Regions from separate parts of the Macaca mulatta genome. Here all the other regions are linked to region 2. Evidence: chromatin contacts called from public Hi-C data. All regions are on one chromosome and are shown on one strand. Each heading gives the region's core, a stretch centred on a gene start, on an enhancer-like site or on the middle of the called end of the contact. The rest is flanking DNA. Distances are from core to core; before and after follow the strand shown.

Region 1 (4,466 bases), core at 1,245-3,744, 250 kb before region 2:
TGGGAGCCTAAGGAAGGATGCCCAGATAACACAGGGTTCCAGCTGGGACCTTGGAGAGATGTTGTGCCAAACCCCTATTAACCTCAATAAGGAAGGCAACAGGTTCAAGAGGCCAAAAGAGACCCAGAGCCAGCAAGTGAGACATGGGGTTTCATTAGGGGCTTTCATACAGAGGAGGGAGTCCAGCGGCGGTGAGCTGGGCAGGAAAACAGCCGCTTGCAAACATCATGCAATTTACGTAGCATTTTCACTTAACACCCTCCCCTCAATGACCTCCTCCTGGCAACCTTGATTTAACTCAAAATTCAAGGCCTCAATTCCCCATATGGCCCCTGTTCTATGGGACAGGTGGGGCAGGGCTCAGATGTTCTTCATAGACAAGAAACAAATCTCTGGGTTGGGCAGGCCTGGGTTCCCTAGTTCAGAAAACGCATTCAGGTTCATCTGCCACACAGGGTCATTCTAAGGGTATGCTTTAATTATTGCTGTCAGGTGCATTTACCCTACAGGGGAGCATAAGTCAAGTGAAGAGGGTGGCAGGGAAGGGTGTTCCTGGCAGAAGGGAGCGTGTGTGCAAGGCCCTCATGGCACAAGAAAGCATGTTCTCAAAATGAAAAGTACAAGGGGCTTGTGAAAAGAGAGGGAGCTGGTGAGAAAGACAGGGCTGTACACCCACATAAGCCCTGTAAAGGGAGTCTGGTTCTGTCCTAGGGGCAGAGAAGGATCACCAAAGGGAGCCTCACAATCAGATTTAAATTCCAACAAGCACTTCCCAGTTGCAGTAGTGAAGATGGGTTGTGAAGTCAGGCAGGGAGATACATCGGAAAGCTGTTGCAGTAAAGTAAGCAAGAGCTTAGTTGATAAGGGTAGGCTTATCTAGAGAAATGGCAATGAGAATGGAGAGAAGGTGGACAGATTTCAGAGGTTCAGGAGGTAGAGTCAGCAGAATTGAATTCGAGGAGGGAAGGGAAAGTCAAGGGTGAATCAGAGATGACTCACCCCTAGGTATCTGACTCAGACCATTAGGAGAAGCAGGGAGTCAGGGAGCCTCATGTTATTCTCTGAGACAGAGAACATGGGAACAGCAGCAGGTGTGCGGGGCGGGGAAGAGGGAGGTGGTTAGGAATGATGGGACGTGTTTGGAATGTATTCAGTCTGAGACGCCCAACACACAGGAAAACACCATTACATACAGATCTGAGGCTTATGAGAGCATTTTCATTATCAGGTGTAACTTTTAGACCTAATTGTCTCCTAAAGCCAAGTAGCTGTTGTGAAAATTAATTCCACTCCATCCTGAGCCTCCCAGCTCTTCCTGCGATCTTCTCTTGAGGATCCATACTCTTTTACTTGGTTGGGATTCTCTCGCCTCTCAGTCAGCCAAGCTCCTTGAGGGCAAACCGAGGGTGCACAAGGCAGGTACTTAAAATACTTGTTAAATGAATAAATGAGTGAGTGAACCAAAGGAACAGCTTCTGCCTGAAAACATTCTGTAACTGATCTACCCAATACAGCTTTATTGCCAGGAAACAGGCAGCTCCTTAATCTCCTTAGTGAAGTGACTGTTGTTCTAAGGAGGCAAAATAAATCTACTCCCAATGCTTGTAAGAAGGTTCTGTTCTCAGAGAGGATATTCAGACAAAAGAATCACCTTTTCCATGACGGAGCCATGTGGCCAGGCCAGAAGCACACATTAAAGCCAGAGGCTGTGTTAACATGAAAGGGATAAGGTGGGAGAGGATGTGCACAGCACATCACACGCTCTCATCACAAATGCGATGCTCAAGCCTTGGAAGGGCTAGAAAGCATCTTGGATGCAATGCAGCAAAACGATTTACTATACTAGGTACAAAACAAGGCCGACCGCCCCAAATCCTCCAAAATTTGGAGAACTAAGAGATTTTCAGTCAACTGTTATATAAAAAGCATTTTCACATGCTAAAGATATAACAGTTACCTACCCGTGAGCTCTTGGAGGGCACAAAAGGCACATTTTCGAGTGGGGTCTGGGTAGTGCTGGGAAAGTTAAAATCCTGCCAAGCATTTTGCAATGGTCCATGAGCCCACCCCACCACCCCAGCTCCAGGAAGGGAGGAGGCAGCATAGGTGGGATATTTAGGGATACCAGAAGGCAAAAACTCGGGAAATTCCCAGGAGGAGGAGAAAAATGATACCGGGGAGGTAAGACCGATGGCCTGCAAAATCCCCTCAAGGTCCTCTGCATCATCGTTTGCTGTGCAGGTTTGGCGCGGGGGAGGGGATGCCCGGTAAGCAACGCCCCTTATATTTCTGCGGTTCTGTAAGAAAATTCAGAGCACGAAGGTCTCCATTGCGGGATGCACAGCTCACCTGCAGCCCCGAGCCCTCACTGCGGCTGAAAAGACAGAAGTCTGGGGCTAGCTGCCGCCACTCGAGGTACCTGGAATCCGGAAGCAGTCTCCGCGCCAGCGCTGTCCCACCCAGCGCCCGGCAGTCTCGCGCTGAGCAGAGGCCGCTCCCTGCCGGAGACGCCCTCCCTGCCGCGCGCATGCGCTATGTCCCTTCTAGCCTTGCAGGGCTCTGCCCTGTCCATTCCCTTCGGCTGAATCGGGTCGGCCTATAGGTCAGGCAAACAGGAGGCCCTGCGCTGCGACATCCCGGCGGTAGCCGGACCCGTTGCTCCGTCTATCCTACCTTCGGCCCTGTCCTGGAGCCAGGGCTGGGGTTTCCTGCCTCCCGCCTGACGGAGCGGGACTGGCAGGAAGCGTATCTGCATGTAGCCAAGATTATAGAAGGCGAAGATTTTTAAGTTAACTCCATTCATCATTCAAGGGACATTTCCAGAACCTCTAAAAGGCAACGCGAGGTCTCCTACACACCCTCCAGCAGATTGTCCCCATTGTCAGTGGAGGGAGCTAAGGTTCAGTGAGGTCCAGTGACTTAGTTGTCCCAGGTCAGAATCCAAGTTTGCCTGGTTTCAAAGCCCAAGCACCCTTCATTACACTATAGGATCATCTAAATTTGGTTGGGAGATCAGGATCCTAGTTTTAAACTTCAGGCCCAGGATTTGCTGGGCTTAGATATCTACAGGGAAAGGTATAAATTCCAGAGTTGGAAAGCACTTAAAATCTTGCCTAATCCAAGGCGATCTGCTCAATCCTAGGAATGAACCTTAAATTGACTTTTTTTTTTTTTTTGATACAGGATCTCAGTTGATCGCCCAGGCTGGAGTGCAGTGGCGCCATCCAGTTCACTGCAACCTCTGCCTCTTGCCTCCTGGGTTCAAGCGATTCTCCAGCCTCAACCTCCGGAGTAGCTGGGATTACAGGTGTGTGCCACCTCATCCAGCTAATTCTTTATTTTGTTTGTAGAGACGGGGTTTCACTATGTTGCCCAGGATGGTCTCGAACTCCTGAGCTCAAAGCAATCCTCCCACCTCTGCCTTGCAAAGTGCTGGGATTACAGTTTAAATTGACTTTAAATTATGCCTCTCTGTAGCAACTTACCATCTTATTCTTCTGCCTTCTTGATTGAATACAGAACTCCAACCCTCTTCCTTATGTAACAGCCCTTCGGAGATTTGAAGAAGGCTGTCACAGTGAAGTAGCTCTAGAGGTTCTGTGTCACTGAGAATTACAGCAGAATTCCTCAGAATAAAAGAGGAAACTCAAAAATTAAATCTTGTGAAGTTTGTTTGCTACATCTATTCTTTGTGTGTAAAAGTGCTTCAGGGAAGTAATATAACTACATCTAAGTTATGAAAGTCTGAGTTGGTCCTGGGGAATTAATAGAATTCCTGAAGAGTCACAGAAGAGTTGATGGCAACGCACTGGAATGTGGCGTGGAGAAAGTGATAGCCTGAAATTTGGTTCTGAGTTCTCTCAGCACTCCTTTCCATCCCCTTCTATGTCCATCCTTACCCCAGCCTCCTCCCCTTCTCTCCTCACACTCTCAGAACACTTATCCTATTTGGAATAAAACTAAAACCCTCTTGGAATACTTCAGCATCTTCATCTGATGTGACCTGGGTAAATAACTCCCCTCTGGACCTCAGTGCCTGGATTTAAGATAGGCCAAGACTAGATGCTCTCAGATCCCTTCCACCCTGCCACTAGCACACTCGAAGCTGGAAACAGCCTCATGATATTCCTACTCAAGGCGTGTCACCTAAACCTAAAGAAAAACTTTGTATATTATGGGAATTGCATACCCTTGAATATGTGGGAACAGGATAGTTCTTACGCAAAGGGATCACTGCCCTCTCAACTCATAGGCACTAGCTATTGCCTTCTCCAGCTGATGGAAAGGCTGCAGCCCAGGTAAGGATGCAGGAAAGCCTATTCCCCTTATCCATTTTGTAAAGCTTTCTATGCATGATCCGCAGCAGAGACTCTTAACTTTCAATGTGTCACCAACCCCTTTGGCAGTCTGGAGAAACGCACAAAATACAATACACAGGATTGCAAAGGAAGCCAATTTTATTGAAA
Region 2 (4,880 bases), core at 1,667-4,166:
TACATGTTCCCCTTGTCACAATGACAGGGATACATTCTTACAACTCTTTGGAAAGCAACTGGATGGTATATATTTAAAGTCTTGAACTCAATTCTACCCCTGACCATTTATTTAAGAATATGATCCAGAATTATGAGAAAGAGCTATATGCCTGAAGCTGCCTATTACAATGGTAAATGTTGAAGACAATCTAAAACACAATCACATGAAGACATGAGTAAATGATCGAAAACTCACTCAATGGATTATGGTGCTGTCATTAAAATATTGATTTTAAAGATTATGTGGCAACCTAGTGAAAATATTTATGATTTAATAAGCCTGAAAAAGCAACATATAAAATTATATGTATACTACAGTTATAAGCATAGAAATATGTGCATGAAGAGACTGGTTTGGTCCTCTGTATTATACATTTCTAAATTATGTTGATTTTTTACAATGAACACATTTTTATTTAAAAGATTACATAAAAAAGAGTAGAAAGGCAAATTAGAGGTTATGTTAATGGTTTTCCTTTTTCTGTTGTGAGGATGCTTTCAAAATTTTATATATAACATTCAAATATATAAAGTTACATAGATACAATGTAGGATTAATCATAAAATATATTTTTATGAAAAAAAACTTTCTACATCCTAATTGCTTTAGAGCCCAGCCTACCATCTTTCAAGAACTGTACTAACATGAAAGGTACAACAGAATAAACTTCTTTTGCTAAAAGGGTTATAAACTCGGACATTTGTTTTTAAAGGTCATGTATTCAGAGTCACAAGTCAGTTGACAGGGACTGCTCCAGGTACATAGTAAACATGATACAGAACAAAATGCGCTGAGTTGACATCCTCATTGGGTAATTTATGGAACTTCAAGCTCTTCTTCCACCACCAAAGACAGAAGCAACATCAATAACTTCAGTTTATTTATTTGTTTTAGATAAATGTCTCTACCATCATTCAGCCATAACTCACAGACACACCAGGAAAGGCAACCTCGGCCCTTTCCACCCCACTTGTCCATTATGGTTCACCTTCTGTGTGTCTCTTTTTTTTTTTAATCATTTTCCCATTCCCCTTTAAAAAGTTTTTAACTTCTTATCTGCATGTCTTTAGAATTACATTCATATATATTCAGTCCTTCACTGTTGAAGATATACTGATGATGCTTTTCAAATTTCAAACAGGGCAAATTGGTTGACACTTGGTCAGTGTATTTAAAATCTGAAATATGTCCAATGCACAGTTCATCTTACTTGTAATACAGCAATATGTTTTTAGAGCTTTGCACTTCCATCCACGCCTCCGTAATTCCCTGTATCAACTCAGCCCTGTCTATACTCACCAACACCAAAAGCTTAAGCTCATCCTGTATAGGGCAGGCAAGTGCCTACAACATTTTCTAAATGACATAAAACTGAAAAATCCACTGAAACTAAAAATCTATGATATTTTGTCTTAATGCAGGGATAATTACAAAGAGATTCAGAATACAAATTCTCTCACCAAACTTTCGATTTCATTCTAAATTTATTCTTCCAAAGAAAATAAATTGACAAAATATTTTATCTTAACTTTGTGAAGCTGGAGAGGAAGGTAAGAGTTTAAAGTATTAAACTATATAAACATAAACTACTGTTAGGTCATCTGTGATGATCAGTCTACTGAATCTCATTATTGATTTTTCAGCACATATTTCAGTAGCCCTGTTAGGATTAAAACAAATACTAAATAATTTTAAGAGCTAAACTGTGGCAAGAGTTAAAAAAAAAAAAAAAAAAAAAAGAATCCAAGCTGCTGCTGCTTTTTAAAAAATTTTGTCTAGAAAATGCAAATAAAAACACAAGGTTGGGGGGATGAGCAAAACAAAATCTAAACAGGAATCTTTTTACAAAAACGTTAGAATAAAAAGAATAGAGCCGGGGAAGAATAAACAGCAATTAATCAATTCTTGAGGGAACTGGAAAGGAATATCTCTTACAAAGCAGGGAAAGATGGTTTGGGAGGAAGGTGAGCAAGCTTTGGGGGAAAAACCGAATGGAGAAAGAAAAGAATGGGGAGAGGGTGGGACTAAATTATGAAAAAGGTAGAAGATGGAGAGAAAAGAATGGGGTTGGAAGCAAGCATAAAGAAGAAAGGAAAAAGACCTGGCGGAAAGAAGAGGAGCGGAATCGATATACATACAAAACAGGAAATGGAGCTGGGAGTGGGAGAGACTATCGGGTACAGGATTCAGAAGAGGAAGCAGGTGGGGCGGGAATGATGGACCTGTGGGAATGAGGATGAAGGTGCATAGTGGCGGAGGGTTTTAAAGGTGGAGGCAGACGGAGACAGGTTATGATGTGAGAGAATGAGCTAGGGAGAGGGCCCAGATAGCTTAGGAGTAGGGTGGGGGAAACAGTGATCTAAAGGGAAAAGAGGCAGCGGGTTGGAGGAACAGAGCTGTAAGAAAGAACGCGGCTAACGGGATGAGAATGAAGGCGCCAACACACTGCCAAGATGGAGTGGGGAAAAAACTAGAAAGGGATGTGGCGGAGGGCAAAGGACTGGAGAGGAAGGATGAAGCTGGCTAGGGAAGAACGGCAGAAGTTCGGCCGAGAAGAAAGAACAAAGTCAGGACAGAAGACGTGATTGGAGAGCAGACTTGAGTGGAGGGGAATGGAGGTGCACTGAGCGGGGAACCCTCCTGGGCTGCTGGAAGGTGGGGACAGGTTGGAGTCTGGCAGATAACTTCTCACCGTAGAGTCCTTAAAGGACGTGCCTGGAAGAAAGGGCAGGCCATGCACGGGATTGGACACCATTGCAGCCGGTACCACCGCCGCCACCTAGGTCCTGCTTCGTCCTCTCCAGTTGCCCAGGCGACAAGCAGCGTTCGCGGGCACCTGCAGGCTCCATGGTAACGCTAAACATCCGGAACTCCCACGAGCGGAGGGCGGAGCCAGGAGGCGCAGGCGACACAGGAGGTTTGCGCGTGCGCTGCCCGCGAGATTCCGCGTTCTCGCGGCAAGGGGGCCGCGGCCTTGGAGCGCGGCTAGTGGGCGTGGTTGTGTCGGTCCCTCCCCTTCCGCTTCGACCCGCCCCGCTCCCTGAGAATGAGACGTGAGAGCTGTTGGGTGGCGCGGGGAAAGGCGAGTGTAGTGAGGCGGTAGTTCTCGCTGTGAGATCCGGGGTCCGAGCAGGCCCTTAGATGAATTGCAGAGAGGGACGTTCCTTCTCTCCTTCCACCAAGTCCCGGCGGACCTCACTGCGCCCCGCCAACGCTGTGAGCTCAGGCGCTCTTTTCTCCCCGCTCTGCCCCATTTCACACAGAAGTGTAAATGGTTGGTCCGGTTGGCAGTGCTACTAACCTAGACTCGTGCTTCTTGTAGGCAGGGGCCGAGGATTACTCATGATTGTGTTTCTGTTGCTTAGGGATGGTCAATGAACTAATGCAATCATCTCATCCTTAATTCTCCCACTGCCACATTGTATTTTTCCCCTTTTAACTCTTTTTTAAAATCTTTCTCTGTTTCCTTGTTTCCTCCTTTCCTTCCTTCCTCCCTCCCTCCCTCGTTCGCTCCTTCTCTCCCTCTTTCCTTAGAGATGATGTCCCACTATGTTGCCCGAGCTGGTCTCGAATTCCTGGGCTAAAGCAATCCTCCCAACTCGCCTCCCAAAATTCTGGGATTAGAGGCGTGAGCCACCGCGCCCAGCTCTCTTTATTCTACCACCAATCCCTTCAGTTAAACACCTTCTTCATTCTTGTAGGGAGAGCCTTGAATATCTGCTGCAGGACAGGGTGCACTCTGATAGGTATTTGATATTTGTTGACTGAAGAACTGGAGATTGAAGGGTGGTCACTTCAATCCATCGTTTGTACCTGCAGCTTCAATGGAAAGATCAGAACCACTAGGAGAAACACAGCTCCTTCAAAGAGAAAGACTAAGTCTTGGGAAAGAAGCAGATAAGTGAGGTGAAATATTGTCAGCATCATAGGTATAGCTTTTTACAAAACTTGCTTAAATTATTTTTTCTCAAACGTAATCCTATTCCTGAAACATTTTTAGGGGGGAAAAAAGAAAGCTATCCATCATTGCTGAGGAACTTAAAAAGTAATCCAAACCCAGGTGCCAAGAGATTTGGATTCATTAGGTCTGACGTGGAGGCCAGGAATCTGATTTTTGTAACAGGTGTTTGTGACAAGCCATTGTAGGGACATGATGGAGTAATAAGCCAGACACAGAAGGCATATCTCAGTGTCACAGGTAGTTTACTGCCAATACAGACAGCAGCTTTACTTTTATTGCTGCTTGTCAGAGCAAATCCCCCTGTTGGGTTTCACTAATTTGCATGATGCTCAGGAGGCCCAGGACATTAATGCATTAAGTGGCACCTGAGGCAGTTATTGATGGCTGCTTACCATACCCTGCCCACAGAGTTTCTTTTCTAACTCTTCTCCCCTTACTGCATCTGTTTCCTGTTCTTGTCCTTTTTTAAACCTTTTTTTCTTTTTCTGTAAGTACAGTACCTTAATGCAGCAGTTGAATACATTTTTAAAAAACTTCAATGAAGTTTTTTTGCCTTTGGTGCTTTTTACAAAACTTGCTTAAATTATTTTTTTAAAAAGAAATGTAATCCTTTCCCTAAAACATTGGTTAGCATTGTGGAAGTTACTGAAAACGTTTAAAGTACCTGTCTGTTGTATTATACCTTAGACACCAACCGAGGATGGATGCCAGTCACTGGAGGAATATGTCAAGATGGCAAGTTTGCTGGGTGCAGTGGCTCACGCCTGTAATCCCAGCACTTTGGGAGGCCAAGGCGGGTGGATAACTTCAGGTCAGGGGTTCAAGACCAGCCTGAACAACATAGTGAAACCCCACCTCTACTAAAAATACAAAATTA
Region 3 (4,913 bases), core at 494-2,993, 160 kb before region 2:
CAAAAAATGGCGGATCACTTGCAGTCAGGAGTTTGAGACCAGCCTGGCCAACATGGTGAAACCCCCATCTCTACTAAAAAATACGAAAATTAGCCATGTGTGGTGGCACACACCTGTAGTTCCAGCTACAGGCTGAGGTATGAGAATTGCTTGAAGCCGGGAGGCAGAGGTTGCAGTGAGCCACTGCACTCCTGCCTGGGCGACAGAGTTAAGACTCTGTCTCAAAATAATAATAATAATAATAATAATAATAATAATAGCAGCGGTGGGGGTAACTGTTAAATTCAACCATCTGAACCTATAAATAAACCAATTGTATAAAGTTCAACCTCACAGATGTGGCCGCATGTTGAAAATTTGAACACATCTTCACAGCTGGAAAATCGAGGTGCTTCACAATTCTTGATCTTTTCTGTTCCTCACAAGACGAAGGTTCAACTTTGAGAAAGGTCAGTCTTGAAGTTAAATGAGGTTTAGTCCAATCTAGGCACTACTTTTTCATTTCCTTGAGAGTCAGATAAGGGAATTACAGACCCAAGACTGTATGCTAAGTAAGGTGGAGTGTAAATTGAGGAAGTAAAATTTCTCTAGGAACTCCATCCTTTCTCAATTACATTCCACCCCGTGCCACTTTTAAAAAATCATATTTACTTAGAAGTGAAACAACTGTGGACCTAATAAAAAATGGAATAGGAATTAGTTTTTTGTTCATTACGTAATTTCTGCACATCTAGAAAGTAACTGACTCCTTCATTACTGGTAGGATTAAATCCAATATTTGAGAATATAAATTAATTTATTAAAAACACCTTTTGTCCTTCCAGGAGTACTTTTAAGACAATATTAAATAGAAACTTTCAATGAGAAAGTGCCTTCCTTTTTTGCTTCTTCTGATTAATATGTAAGGTAGACTTTCGGTGAGATGTGTGTAGCTAATTAATGGTGGCGTGAGGTTCCCAAAAGTTACTGGGCAAAACTGCAATCATCCACCCTCTCCCCGCATTGGAGGGAAAGCTCCCCTAAGGCAGGGTCTTTCGGTGTGTTGATCTGCTCATTCACACAACCTGAACCGTGCCTAGCCCACTGCAAGTTCTCGATAAATACTTGAGTAATCTCCATTCACTGATCGTCCGTGCAGGGCGCTGTGGCCAGCGAAAAGGCCGGTTCGCAGCGTCCCTGCTTCCGCCGCACCCGCGCTGCCCTCAACCCCCAGGGCCACAGCCCGCAACCCCGAGAGCATCCGGCTGCCCGGCCACCCCCGGGGCGCTCGCTGCCTCCTGGGCCTGCCCTTGCCGCGGAGGAAGGAGCAGAGCGAGGAATGGGAAACCTGGGCCCACTTCCTGTCCGGGCAGGCCCGGGCGCCCGCCTCCTCCGCGGCCTGCTTTCTCCGCCGTGAGCGGCCGAGCCCCCGGCCCCGAGAATGCGGCCGGGCGCGGCGCTGGCGCGGGACGAGGAGGAGCCGGGTCCCGCTCGCCGCCCCCGGACGCCTCCGCCCCGGCCGCCAGCGCGTGCCCAGCGGCTAGAGGGTTAAGCGCGCGGAGGGCGGGGCCGGGCGCGCCGAGTGCGGGCAGCGGGCTGGGCGGGGGCTGCGGCCGGGGGCGGTTACGGGCGGCGGGGGCGGGGGCGGGCGGAGGAAGGGGGCGGGCCCCGAAGTTGTTCCGCGCTGGGCGGGCGGGCGGCTGTGGGAGAGCGGGCGGCGGGCCGGCGGGCGGACCGGGCCGGGGCTGGAGAAGTTTGCGCTGCGGTTCGTGAGCGCAGGGTGCGGGCCCCGCCGGCCGCTGCGCGCCCGCTGCCATGGCTTTCCGCAGGAGGACGAAAAGTTACCCGCTCTTCAGCCAGGAGTTCGTCATCCACAACCATGCGGACATCGGCTTCTGCCTGGTGCTCTGCGTCCTCATCGGGCTTATGTTCGAGGTGAGAGCCTGGGGAGGAGGGAGCTGGAGGGACAGTGCCCCCTGTCGTGCGCCACCCGGCACACCCCTGCGGGTCAGCGGGCCCTCCTCTGATCTGGGGCTCCTGGCTGCCGTGTACGTTATCTGCACCCCAGCTTTGTGCACTGTATCCCTCCGGCCTGTACCCCGGACAGCCCAGACAGCACCCTCAGCTCCGCGCCGTGCCAGCCATGCCATGCTCTGCCGCTCCCTTGGGGACTCACCGTATCCTGCAGCTCTGTCTGCAGCCCTGAAACCCCAGCCTGGCCTCGAACCAACCGCCGCGCTGCCACCCTGGCTTGACGCGTGGGGTTTCCTTTCTGAAGTCCGGGAGCCAAGCCCAGAGACTCCCAGACCGGCAGTCATTGCACAATCCCCTCTTCCCCCGAGGAGTGGCCACTAGCTCTTCTGGGCTTTTCCAGTAGGAGAGACCCTGACCCTTTTCCACTTCCTATCTGATTTTCTGGGTGTTTTGCATCTCAGCTCTGGAACGTGCTGGGATGTTCACGTGTGGCCCTGGCCCCATCCCAGCAGTGGCCTTCTGCGCTCCTCTCGCTCCCACTTTTTTGCTGTGCTCTAGAAGGCCAGTTTTTGGATATCCTTGACCACTCCGTGGACTGTCCCTTTAGATACATCTGCGGCGACCCAGAGCTTCACCCCCTTTACAGAGACAAGAAGAGAGACAGGGATACCCTCCACTTTTTGGGGAAGTTGATTCTCTTATAGTGTAGGAGTGGTGGGCAGAGGATGGGGATCCCACCCCGACAGCAATGTCCTGGTGTTGGCCTCCCAGGCAGGGAGTTGTAGAAAGCCAGCAGGGGGTCAGAATTCACAAGACTGATGGGAAGGATTCCCTACTCTTGCAGAGCAAGAAAAATGTGATAGTCAAAAGTGGGAAGAACTGGAGGAAGGTTGGCATGGGTTTGTTGCGGTATATCTTGTCTCAGAAGTGAGATATATGAGCGACATTCCCCTCACTCTCACCGCTGTCTTCTCTGGTTCCTGAGACTCCTTGTCCTCCCTTCTGGGCCAGGTTGCTTCTTGCATTCTCATGGTTGGGTTAGGAAGCTGTGATCATTTACAAACTTCCTCGGAGATGGAGGATGGCTTGCCTGGCTAAATTTCCTTCCCTGTCCCTCTCCGGGTTCCCTGTATCTCTATGAATGACAAGGGCCCTAACTGGCTGGCGAAGCTGCTCTCAAGCTGGGAACATTCTTGTGGTGGCCAGGTCAGGGTTGGATGAATGAATGTGTCCGTGGCTGGGCTTTAGGGTCTGTAGGAAATAAACGGTGGTACTAGGACTGGGGTCTCCACTCCAGTTTTTGGTAGTGCTCCTTTAATTCAGTCCCTCTGTCCTTCCTCTCCCTCTCATAGCTCTCTCTAGTGGTATATTGGATCAGGCTTGCTCCACCTTGTTCTGGGTTCTCCCCTGGAAGTGTGTGGTGTCACACAGAGTCATATCCCTGTGTCTCAGTCCCTGTTCTGTGACTAGTCTGACTGAAAGCTGACTGCAGCCTCAGTTTCTCCATCATTAAAGACGTTCATAGAACTGGTCTTCCGCACAGGGTGATTGTAAGGTTTAACTGAGATCATATCAGCAACAAAAGCCATAACATCTACCAACATGAAAAAGTCTCTTGTGCCCGGAGCCCTGTGATTATTTATTATAATAACAGCTTAACGAAATAACAGAATTTCCTTTGCCCAGTGCGTTCTCTCCTGTCTGTTTGCTGTCCTCCATTCTAAGAGGACTCCAAGTGCGTGTCCCCAGCCTTGGAGGGTGTGGCTGGAAAGATACACGTGACAGCTGTAAACCTCAAAGCCACAGGCTCTGCAGCGGCCAAGTTTCTCACATAGCCTGTGGCTCTTTCGTATTTCTAGCATTTGTTAGGGTTTGTGGCCCTACCTGCTTTATCTTTGCTCAGAAAGAGCTGCCAGCGCTTTGAGTTTGGTACCTACCTCGTTCCCCCGTCTCTAGTCTTATGGAAAGTCCTGTGCATTAAACCTGCCACTCTAGAAGTTGAAAGGTGCTAAGAACTCTTACTTCCAGTACCTGGTGAAAGAGAAAGGCCCAAGACGAGAAAAACAACAAACAAACAAAACTACTCTTTCTCCCCCTTAGGCTTGGATTGGGGAATGTACCTAGGCCCCTGGTTGAAGTGCCTACAGGCCCCCTTTTCCTGCCAACCCCATCGCTTGTTCCCATAGCACCTTGAACCTACAGGACCTGCAGGGCAGCTGTCTCCTTCTTTTGGAGGTACTTTGTGAGATCATCAGTCTGTGCTTCTCTGGGAGAAAGAGGGCTTTGCCCTAAGCCTCCAGTAAGAAGGTCTTGTGTTCTTTTGTGCCGGGCACATGGCGGGCGGCCTCACTGTCTTTACCTACTGACTAACTCTCCACAGAGATAAGTGTTCCTTTTGGTGGGGAGGGGGAGTTTGGAACTGCGGCCTCTATCACATGAGATCAGAAGCGTCCTGGATACTGTAGGTACCACAGAGAAACAAATATGGGCATCGTCATACTCAGAGTAAAGCAGGGGGAGACGCCTCATAACCCAGCACAAGACTGGCTGGATATCCCTTAGAATCTTCTGGGTTTCCCTCTGGAAGTGTGTGGTGTGCATGTGTGGGTATGTAGGAATGCATATGGTGGGATGGTAGGTGCAAGTGGGGACTCATCACCCTTTTCCTAGAAGTGACGACAGGAAGAGGTACAAGGGGAATGGGAGAAATGGCTGAGAGGACATAGGCTCTTGGGGTTCTGACTTGGCCCCAGCTAGGATGCCTTCATTCAGAAGCTGAGCCAGGAAAACTCAATTATAATTCTTCCCACAAAGAGCGACTTTCTTGGCCATTCCTCCCTCTGGGGTCCTCTGACCTGCGTCTGCTAATGGGCTGGGTCCCTCTCCCGCTGTCAGCCCACACCCCAGGCGGCCACAGCGCTTGTGTCTGCATTGCATCCCTGCCTTGCTCTTTCCCCAAC

Evidence for each region. A called contact is a pair of places that touch in the nucleus more often than the background predicts.
Region 1: a Hi-C map of fetal cortex germinal zone shows a contact between it and region 2, with 11 times the contacts expected there. The contact joins the promoter of TMEM14A here to the promoter of EFHC1 in region 2. A contact is called at or near these places in 8 of 14 Hi-C or Micro-C datasets (CD4 T cells, blood, cortical neurons and 4 more).
Region 3: a contact with region 2 is called in a Hi-C map of liver, with 2.4 times the contacts expected there. The contact joins the promoter of TRAM2 here to the promoter of EFHC1 in region 2. A contact is called at or near these places in 2 of 14 Hi-C or Micro-C datasets (blood and liver).

The regions. Positions count from the first base shown.
Region 1 is chr4:129,631,558-129,636,023 of T2T-MMU8v2.0, forward strand. It overlaps TMEM14A (transmembrane protein 14A), which reads right to left and starts at 2,495. Exons shown (of 5, transcript NM_001266637.1): 1 at 2,350-2,495. LOC106997970 (a long non-coding RNA gene) reads right to left here. Exons shown (of 4, transcript XR_013416339.1): 4 at 4,440-4,466.
Region 2 is chr4:129,882,073-129,886,952 of T2T-MMU8v2.0, forward strand. It overlaps EFHC1 (EF-hand domain containing 1), which reads right to left and starts at 2,917. Exons shown (of 11, transcript NM_001265863.1): 1 at 2,735-2,917. The coding sequence starts at 2,797.
Region 3 is chr4:129,724,191-129,729,103 of T2T-MMU8v2.0, forward strand. It overlaps TRAM2 (translocation associated membrane protein 2), which reads left to right and starts at 1,744. Exons shown (of 11, transcript NM_001260535.1): 1 at 1,744-1,914. The coding sequence starts at 1,795. LOC106997968 reads right to left here and starts at 1,796. Exons shown (of 5, transcript XM_028847484.2): 1 at 1,566-1,796; 2 at 1,105-1,519; 3 at 330-438. The coding sequence starts at 1,796.